Regions from separate parts of the Zea mays genome. Here region 2 is linked to region 1. A link is a contact called in public Hi-C data. All regions are on one chromosome and are shown on one strand. Each heading gives the region's core, a stretch centred on a gene start, on an enhancer-like site or on the middle of the called end of the contact. The rest is flanking DNA. Distances are from core to core; before and after follow the strand shown. Region 1 holds the start of LOC542174 (arginine/serine-rich splicing factor 1). Region 2 holds the start of LOC103641520 (G-type lectin S-receptor-like serine/threonine-protein kinase SD2-5).

Region 1 (4,914 bases), core at 155-2,654:
GTCATTATACCCAAACCTAAAAGAATCAGAAAAGTACTGCACCTGCATAATTCTGATGGCATGAAGAGCACTAGTGTGGTAGACTCCATTCATGATGAGGGCTAAGAATGGTGTTCAACAACTTATATCCAAAGTAAGAAATTATGACCGGAGACATTGAACATGCTTCACCATAAATAGAACTCTCTTGCTTATCAATGTAGTAACATAGCATGTTGTCATGTTGGTGATACTTCTATCGTGACATGGTAAGGCATGATGGTGCTGATGACATAGCATGAATCACAATCCCGCTAAACATGCTCGAGCAGACATAACAGTGGGCATCAGGGCACATGAACAGATGGTTTCAAATGAAAAAAAGGTGGCCAGGTCAGTGAATGGAAGAAATTTCAGGAGTTGAGGAGCCCTGGGGAGCTATGTTTTGCCCTGGTAGTTCCTGCGCCAGAGTAAAAATTAAAACTTCTGTGCCTACTATTACACAAACTGCAACTCCAGTTAGCATGGAGCAGCACACACATGCAAGTCTGTGCTCTTTATGAAGTAGATGTAACACGAGTACAGCACAGCTGCAAAGTATCAGAGTATCTTACTCATTTCAACTTCAATCCCAGTTTAAAAACACATCTATCCAAGTTCTGTACGGCAAAAGATTTCCTAGTGGTATAACGTGTTCAAAACTTAGATGACGAATCATTTCAACAATATCATTAGCTAATCAACCAAGAATAACTGGAACAACTAATACAGCACTATTGGATGATGAATCTTATCAAAACAATTACTGTACAAACGTGCTCATTCCCTCATTTTTTATTTTTTTATACAGAATGGGGGAATTCCCTCACTTTTTTTCCTTCAATTCAATGAAATTCAAACATCAAGATATAACAGCTGACTAGGTACACAATAAGATCAGATCGAACCTAAATCGACCGAACACGACGACAAAACGAGGGGTGGGCAAAAGCAAGGGCGGGCAACCTGACTTCATGTCGATGCGCTCGACCCTGCCATAGCGGTAGAAGAGGTGGTCGAGCTCCGAGTGGCGGGTATCATAGTCTAGGTTCCCCACGAAAACCGGCCTCATCTTGGTCGCCGGCGAGTCAGCGACAAACAAATCCCCCGCAGAAACCCTATTAAGAAACCGAACGGGAAGCGGATCAATCCGGGACTAGGGTTTTGACGAGCAACGAAGGATCCGCTGTGGGGAAGTCGGAAATCCAGAATAGGAGCTGTGGAGAGGAATACCTCCGTCGTCGTCTCGTCGCCCGGACGAGTGGAGACCGGACAGGGAGACAGGCGGCTAGGGTTTCAGACTCAGAGATGCGATGCTTCTCTTCCCTCTTGCAGTTCGGCTACGAGACCAGTTGGGTCGGTGGCTTTACCGTTACGAGTAAGCTGCTAGTCCGACGGCTTACAACAATACTCATGTAAAATTTTTTATTGATTATTTCTACTTTACGTATAATATTTTTTTATTTGGCTAACTGATGTTATTATTTACTTTATGCAATATGTTATGGTACAACACGGCCAATGAAATAAGCGATTAAAAGAGAGTCCACAACGACTGATTGAACGAACAGAGATTATAAAATAATATAATTCTATCATACAGAGACTAAATAAGAGAAAGTTTGTAAACTCAAGTTTCTAAAATAAGTCACATAAACTCAAACTTATAAAAAAGATGGATCAAAATATGGAGTGATTGCTAAAGTCAGTCATCAATAAAAACTGGATGTGCTCCATATAAATTATGTTACTTCGTATCAATTACTAATGTTTAAAACCAATAAATAACCTTTCATTTTACTGTTAGTGTGACAAATCATTGTTGCTCCATCAAATTATCAACCTCAAACACCATGGAGTCCATTGCGCCAATATCGTCTCAGAAACGACATAATGCTTGCAAGAGCCAAAAACGTCGTGTCGTGCTTGGGCTGTAACCTCAGCCCGTAGTACTGGTCCGGCCCGACATGATTATATATTTTTATTTTATAAAAAACATATATATAATTTATATTTAATATTAAAAACATCTTAGCATGATGTTCTACTGGTTAGACAACTTTACCCAATGTCTCCCGCTCTTCTTCCATCAGGGCATGGGTTTGAACCCCCACCTCCTGCACCGTTTTTAACATCTTACGTTGATTTAATCGAATGGGCCGACGGGCTGGTCCGGCACAGTCAGCAGGCCGGCATGACGTGCCTGGGCCAGAGTTGTGGCCCGTGGGCGTCTAGCCCGTACCGGGCGGCCATTTGGCCATCTATAGGCGTGCAACAGAATAAGTTGAAATAACTGAGAGGTTATTTGTAAAAAGATGACGCAGGACAGACCGGCATGACGTGCCTGGGCTAGAGTTGTGGTCCGCGGGCGTCTAGCCCGTACCGGGCGACCGTTTAGCCATCTATAGGCGTGCAACAGAATAATTTGAAATAACTGAGGGGTTATTTGTAAAAAGATGACGTGGGACGACCGTTGAAACTGGTGCTTTAAGTATAGTATAGATTCGTATGGGCTTGTAATGCCCCTGGCGAGGGTTCACCAAACCTGGTGAAAACCGGTCGAGACCGATAACCGGTTTATACCCAGCTTTTGAATTCGAAATAGTTTCAAATCAATAAATCGATCTATAAACCGATTAATCAGCTCCTAGCCTAATAAACCGGTGGCATAAAAATAGAAACTAAGCCATGTGTATTTTTGCAAATAAAACACATTGACGCTCTATAATTTGAACAAAAGATGACCCTAAACATTATCACAGTCCAATAACAACATTTAGCAGTTCAAATACATTGCATGACATTATTTCATAGTTCACAAACAACAACGAAGATACAGATACATGTGTTGAGCACCAAATTGAGGTCGGACGGTCCGCGCGCGCAGAAACGATTAGGGTTCCGAGTTTTTTGCTATGTTTGTTGGCTAGATTCACGGAATTAGTTCGGGGAGTTTGTTTGTAACGGGTCCAGCCCTACTCCTCTATAAATACAGAGGAATACGACCGATTTGTAATCAACAATTGAATCAATAATCAGTTTATCTCGCATTTATTTCTTGTACATTTAGGAGTAGTTCTAGTCTAGTTCTAGTTTAGCCTTCCAATCCTCAAATTCTCAGGTTCTCTTCGACTCTACGTCGATTAGAGAAGTCTAGGTCGGCCTGCCGAGCCTAGACAACACCTAGGATCTCTCCTCCCCGACGGGGTCCCTCCCGGGAGCGAGATCCAGGCGCCGCCGGCGACCTTCGTCGCCCCTTCCTAAATTTCTGGTTCCCCTTCAAAGATATCTAAACATATTTATTCCCAAACACACTATTAACTTTCCTTTATTCATACCTATTTCTTAGCCTACAAAGCACAGATTTAATTTACCCCTTGCTATTTTTGGCATGTTCCCTAGCTATTTACAATCATCGGATCATTGCTGCGGGCTATAACTTCAGTCGAAAACAGGTATGCTTTCTCAAGTAAACACAATGTAGTGTATTCTTTACATACTGTAACTTTTTCCAAAATTCTTCAACAAACTACACATCACCATTTTTTGTAAACGCATCCCTTAACTACATAAATGAAAGAAACCTTTCGGTTTACATGAACTGGTCATGCTAATCCGATATTTAAATTGTTCCATAATCATTTATCATGTTAATAATTATTTGATAGTGTACACAACGCCTCCCACAAAAAAACCAAAACTTTTTCTCTATGTTTCTCAATATCTCTTCATCACATACTCATATAGATGAATGCTAACGAAACTAGCACAATGTTAAGTAGGACGATCCAAGTTTGGGTGGGCATAATCCTTTGGCTCATAGAACATTTGCTGATCTACGCTACTGGTCAGTACTGTCTACCACATAGACATATCTGTTGCTGCTATGACATTCTTCGTAACCAGCTTTCCAACCACATGCTTTGTAAAATAATTAGCTCTGACACTCTTGCTACTACCTCTTATCACCATATTACTGATTTAGTTGAACATAAATGATACTTAGATGCTCTAACCAACACTCCTACTACTACCTCTCATCACCACATTTTTTAGAAATCACAAAACAAAAACTCAACCTGCGGGGGGTAAGACAGCCCCTGAGTATTGTATTAAGAAGAAGATCTTCTCACACGGGTCTAGAAAACCGCCGAACCTCTGCCTCATCCATATATAGCGGCATCAACACAACACATAAATAGTTCTATTCTCTAAAAAAGGTCTACACCTTACACATTACTGAAAGGGAAATGTGCCCTTGGGCCATTTCTAGTATATTTTGGTGATTAAGTGACCAACACATATTGAGTGAGTAATTATATGCCAAATGATGGATGAAGTGCAAATCGACAGGAAGGTATGGTTCTAGACTTAGTACATTGGTTTTTATGTACTAATATATTTGTCTAAGTGCTAGTATCAGAGAAAAGAGAAAGAGAAAAGGACTTGGCTGGAAGCAGCCAAGACTCAGCTCGGTCTGGCACACCAGACTGTCCGGTGCGCTAGGCCAGCTCTGGCGAACTGGCCACTCTCGGGAATTCGCCGGCGGCGTACGGCTATAATTCACTGGACTGTCCGGTGGTGCATCGGACTGTCTGGTGAGCCAACGGCCGCCAGCGCAACGGTCGGCCGCACAATCCGCGCGCGATGCGTGGCCCCAGCCAACGGTCGGCTGGGGGCACCGAACTGTCCGGTGTGCACCGGACAATGTTTGGTGCGCCAACCAGCCCGAAGATCCAACAATCGGCTGCGCCAGGAATGGAAGGAGATCCGCACTGGACATGCTATAGTGGTTGTCCGGTGGTGCACCGGACTGTCCGGTGCGCCACCCGACAGAAGGCAAGAATTGCCTTCCTTGTTGGGATCCAACGGCTCCTAGCTGCCTTGGGGCTATAA
Region 2 (5,741 bases), core at 1,380-3,879, 140 kb after region 1:
AATCTCTCTCAATCCGTATCAATCCCCTCCAATCCATATGGATTGGAAATAACCGAACAAGCCCTGATGCACGCTCCTGCCCCTGCGCTGACCTGTGGGCCCTACCGGACGCATGCTCCCACGCGTTCGCAATCCGAAATCGTGTGCACGCATCCAGCGTCCAAATTCGCGCATGCTTCCCGCACGCACGCTCCATTTAGGGTGGGCATTCGGTCTATTAGGGTAATTCGGTTCGGTCTATTCGGTTTTTTCAAATTTCGGGTTCTGAAAAATGAGAATTGAACCGAATCCGAATAATTTAGGAACCAAACTCGAATAGACCGATAATTTCGGTTCGTTCTATTCAGTCCACCGAATAGACCAAATAATATAGAGACTAGTGTCATATGTTTAAATATTTGCAATATAATTAAATAGAAGTACTATTATTACAATAAATGACTATATATATACTATCATTACGATGATATCATAATTTTAGGTAATAAATTCATAGATTACATAATAATATCGTGGCATACTAAGATCTTTTCTATATTTTGGGTTATTCAGTCTATACAGGTTTTAAAGGCTAGAATAGCAGCAAAAAAGGAGAGCACTAGGGTTGGATTTGAAGTTTCGAACTCGTGACCCATTTATCTAAGCACTGGAGCTCTCGTTTGCTTATGTTTACAGGAAGTGTTGGTTTGAGTTGAGGATGGACCTTGAATACACCTAAAGTAGATTGACAACTACATAGATGTATGTAGTCAATAGGTAGCAGATGGTTGTTGTCCCTAGCCTGTAGGCTATGGGACTACTCAATGACAAATGCTTCTTGTTCAGATGGGAGATGGAGCTAGACGCCTTTGCTCTATATAAAGTGCTATCCATGTGATATAAAAACCGTAGCAATGCACGGGTCTCCTGGCCCGTCTCACTGCTAAACGCTATTGTTGGCGCCTGATTTAATGAAGTTAATGCCGGTAGGATCCCTTGAAGCAACATAAGCAGCAGAAGTCCAACGAGTAATGACATGGATGCAGACATGTAGTGCCTTCGTTTGTTGCCTTCGAAAAAATATCTGAACCAAGTATTTCTGTAAGTGTACCAACAAGTTAGTCGCTACTAATTTGTATATTGATCTTCGTCGGTTGAATGTTTGAGTTTTTTTAAGGCACAAACACTTTATTTTGAGATATGTCTTCTGTCAGGTTTCACGTACCACTTGGTTTCAGATGAATTATCTCACGTCGATAGAGCGCCCGATAAGGCGCTTTCTATTCTAGTTGTCGTTGAAAATTGAAGGATCTTAAAGTAGCCACAGGAATAGGACTGCACATTCAATTTTTTTAAAAAAATCGATTCAGTATAAAAGTTTTATTGACAATAGAAACCGATTGGTTTGCGAGAAAATAAAAGGCAGACAAGTTCGATTTTGTTTTTTTACTTTAATATTTTGGTAAAAACCAAACATCAAACTTATAATAATAAATTTACAGGGCAACATACACCAAATTTACATGATAGATTACAAACCATCTAAAAAGCAGGGGCTTTTGTTGGGGTCAGCTGACCCCTATAAATTTTGGAAAAATACTATATAAATATATTCTTATCTAGTGCATTTAGATGATGATTAGTGAAATTGACCCCAATTGTCTGGCTTCGCCCTGTAAAAAGGTGAAAATTATATAGACACAAGGTTTAGAGATATATCATACATCACATAAGTGAACAACAAAATCATTACAACGCACATTTAGTTTACATAACTAAAGAGTCAAATTTTAGAATAGATACAATTTGGTATACGGTGAAAACCGGTTACAATACCGAACACCAAGCTCTATGGATGCAAAAAAAAACCCCGAAACTAGATCCAAATAAGGAGGTATTTGAATGTACTAGAGCTAATAGTTAGCTGTCTAAAAAGCTGCTCGTGAGATTAACTAGCTACCTATTAGTTAATTTGTAAAAAAGTAGCTAATATCCGAACTATTAACTAAATTGTTTGGATGTTTTTAGCTATTTAAACAGCTAACTAGTAACTCTAGAACATTTAAACGCTCATCACAAAAGGAGATGTTTGAATGCACTAGAACTATTAATTATTAACTAAATTCAATTTTGATAGTACTGTAACATGTTCATCCAAAAGTGAAACTGGACTCGATGTATAGTATAGTAACAAATATAAAACCTTCCACTATATGTATATATGCTCCTTAAATCGAACGTGAATGTACGTTTTCGTTCTTATCGAAGGATGGCAACTAACCGGACGTCCAGTTCGCTGACAGGTTCCCTGCTGCGGGCCGGGATTTGCAAAACCAGCCAGGATTTGCCGCCGTCCCCCTTCTTCCATATGCGCAGGCCAGCGATCTGTGACTCTCCGGTTGGCGAGGAAAAGATGGATCAATCAATCACACAGGCTGGTCCAATCCCTCTGGGCTCTGCTTCTTCTTGCCTTGTTGCCCTGTTGGGGCTTCCAGCCCACTAGCGATCGGGGAAAGTGAGGAGTGAGTATGCCCGCCGTCGCTGTCAGTCGTCGTCTCCAAGCATTCAACACACTCCTGCTGCTTTGTTTGAACTTTGACTAGTCAACTTTGTGCTGCTAGACTATTCAGCTAATCAGCTGTAGTGTGATGCTCTGTGTCTGTGGACATATACTAGTGATGATTATTTGATGCCATTGGAAGAAGAAATGACCAACCACTGCGACCTCCCTGATCCCCACAGCCTGCTCCTGCTCGCAAACGGCTCGTGAAAACCCAAACACCACCGCTGCTTGCCTGAGTCAGAGGCCGCGGTTCAATTTTGCTGTCAAGGTAACTGAGATCTCCCTCACTTTTTTTCTTCTTCTTCTAACAAGCATGGTGGATAAAACAATGGCTGGCAACTGCTCTACAGTTCTGAAGAAGCATTGAATCTGTTTCCATTAAATTGTCGATTCTTGTAGTATATCAGGACTATCATTTTCTCTTCATATTGTATATCCTTTGACAGCCATAGCTTAATTGCTTTGCCTGACTTTTACTCACCATGTTTGTGATTCCTCCTCCCCCTCCCTGCCTTTCAGCTGTTTACATGATAGATAGAGGTTCTGCCAAATTGTGGCCTGTGACACTCCAAACAATTCATGCAAACAAAAGCAGGGATTTGCCGGTCTACCATTACATCCTGAAACCATCAAGCTGTGACATCCAGCTGCAGGCGGTTTTCTTGAAACCATAGGTATGAAATGAAACCATGGGCATGCAATACTTCAAACATGTGGGTGGCCTTCCTTCTAGTGATTGGCTTCCCTTTTCTCCTCACTACTGTCGTCGGCCAGCTCTCCACTACAGCTCCCCCGAACTCGTGGGAACTTACCAATCTAGAAGCCATACCTATGGACGGAGCGGTCGCTAGCATGCGACCTGTCCTTGAAAACAGCGCAAACCTGTACAGGACCTTGTTCGGCTTCTACACCACGGATGGGCATTCGTTTGTTCTCTCTGTGGTGTTTCTGGGACCCAAGGCTCCAGTCATCTGGTCTGCCAACCCCGACAGTCCTGTGAGCAGCAGCGCCGTCCTGAATTTCACCAGAGAAGGAGACCTGCTCCTGCATGAAGCTGGTGGCGGCACAGTAATCTGGAGCACAGGTACCAGCGGCATGTCAGTTGCAGTTGCAGGCATGAAGCTGGATGACCTAGGAAACCTTGTGCTCTTCGACCGGAAGAACTCGTCTGCGTGGCAGTCCTTTGACAACCCAACCGACACTTTGGTCCTGGGGCAGTCGCTCTGCAGGGGGAACAGCAGCCTCAGCGCGAAGCCCTCGATCACGAAATGGCCTGGCGCAAGGGTTTATCTGTCTGCAGAGCTTGATGGGCTGCAGTACTCTTTCAAGCCCGCAGCCTACACGCAGCTGTTCAAAGCTACTGCAGCATCAACCAATGCAACGCCAAACTGCTATGCGTTCGTCAACGGCAGCTTCGGGTTCCCGGACAAGGTCTTCTCGCTGCCGCTGGCAGGATCAATGCAGCTGATGAGGTTGGAGTCGGATGGGCATCTGAGGCTTTACGAGATGGGGATACCTCAGCTGGAACTGCGCATGGTGCTCGATGTTTTTTTTGAAGGATCAGGAGGGGGGAAACCCCTACTGCGCATTTTATTAGAAATCGAAAAGTAAAGGATAGGCCCTGGTTCTTTTACAATCAATGAAAATAAAAGAAAAAGAAAGAAAAAAGAAAAGGAAGAGCTATTTCTAAATTTGCCACAAATTTAGCCAGTTCGGGATTGAGGTGTCGAATTCTCCCCGTGCTCTGTGAATGATTAGTCGCAATTCTTTACTAAATTCCTGAGTACAACGGAGCACTGAGGGATCTCTGTTTGAGAACAGCCACTCATTTCGGCTTTTCCAGATGCTCCAAGTCATAAGAATAGTGATCTCCATAGAGAAGGGAACGTTGAGTTGTTGTTTGAGGTTCACAGATGCCTCTTCAGGGTTGGAGATCCTGGGTGGGGTAATGCCAATTGAGTTCCAGCAGGCTTTCGCGAAGTTGCATCTGAGGAAAAGATGATAAAGGGTCTCCTCCCTTTGCCAAAGGCAGTTTTCGCAAGAGTAGGAATCTAGCTCCATGTTTCTCCTTCTCAACATATTTCTGGTGTTTAGCCTGTTTTTAAGCCACAGCCAATAGAAGACTCTATGCTTAGGCTGACATTTACTTTTCCAAACTAGCTTGTAGATAGGATGAGTCTGCATCTGGCCCATGAAGGATCTGTAAGCTTTCTGGGACGAGAATTTGCCCGATCCCCAAATGTACTTCCAGCGATCGTGAGCATCATTAAGACCAATTTGCTCCCAAGACCCCTTGAGCACCAGAAATTGATCAAAAGCTTGATCAGAGACAGGTAAATGGAAAAGATCATGAAACTGCTCTTGATCTTTGACCTCTTTGATAGTCATTTTTGAGTTCTTGGCAAAGGAGAAGAGCTCTGGGAAAATATGTCTCGGGATGCTCTGACTCCACTGATCATCCCAGAATGAAATTGATCTGCCATTGCCAATGACGGGGGTAGCCAGTCCTTTGAAGTTTGGCAGAAGCTTGACAATGCTCTTCCACCAGAAAGATCCAACGCTTCGATTGCCAGGGAGACCTCGAGTAAGATAGTAGTTGTTCCAGATCAGATGGACCCAAGGCAAGTCGCTGTGGTTGAAAAATTTATGCAAAAATTTAATTAGAAGGGCCTCGTTCTGTGTTTCTAAGCGAAGAACCCCCAGGCCACCATTCACTTTCCTCTGAGTGACCGAATTCCAAGCAATCAAAGGTGGCTTCTTGGAGTTGATGTCATTTCCTCTCCACAGACAGTGCTTTCTGAAAATATCAATTTCCTTGATGATGTTTTTAGGAATTTTGAGCGTGCACATGAAGAACATTGGTAAGGCTGAGAAGACAGAATTTACCAATTCCAGGCGCCCAGCCTGGGACAAAAAATTTGAGGAGCAGGACAGCCTCCTCTGAATCCTTTGAATAAGAGGTAAGTAGTGCTCCTTTCTAGGTCTCACCAGGCCCAGAGGCAAGCCAAGATAGGTGAATGGCATCTCGCCTATCTGACAATTGAAGGTCCGGGATAAGATCACCATTTTATCCGGAGACACGTTGATAGGGAACATATTTGACTTGTTGTAGTTAACCTTCAGGCCAGTAGAGGAGGCAAAAGAGTTGAGGATTGCCTTGAGGAAAAAAAGTTGTTTGGGGCAAGCTTCCAAAATCAGA

What was found. A called contact is a pair of places that touch in the nucleus more often than the background predicts.
Region 2: a Hi-C map of ear shows a contact between it and region 1, with 3 times the contacts expected there. The contact joins the promoter of LOC103641520 here to the promoter of LOC542174 in region 1. A contact is called at or near these places in 3 of 25 Hi-C or Micro-C datasets (bundle sheath, ear and tassel).

The regions. Positions count from the first base shown.
Region 1 is chr10:103,944,651-103,949,564 of Zm-B73-REFERENCE-NAM-5.0, forward strand. It overlaps LOC542174 (arginine/serine-rich splicing factor 1), which reads right to left and starts at 1,405. Exons shown (of 6, transcript NM_001348686.2): 1 at 1,252-1,405; 2 at 985-1,136. The coding sequence starts at 1,090.
Region 2 is chr10:104,083,928-104,089,668 of Zm-B73-REFERENCE-NAM-5.0, forward strand. It overlaps LOC103641520 (G-type lectin S-receptor-like serine/threonine-protein kinase SD2-5), which reads left to right and starts at 2,630. Exons shown (of 3, transcript XM_008664860.4): 1 at 2,630-2,810; 2 at 3,062-4,078. The coding sequence starts at 3,224.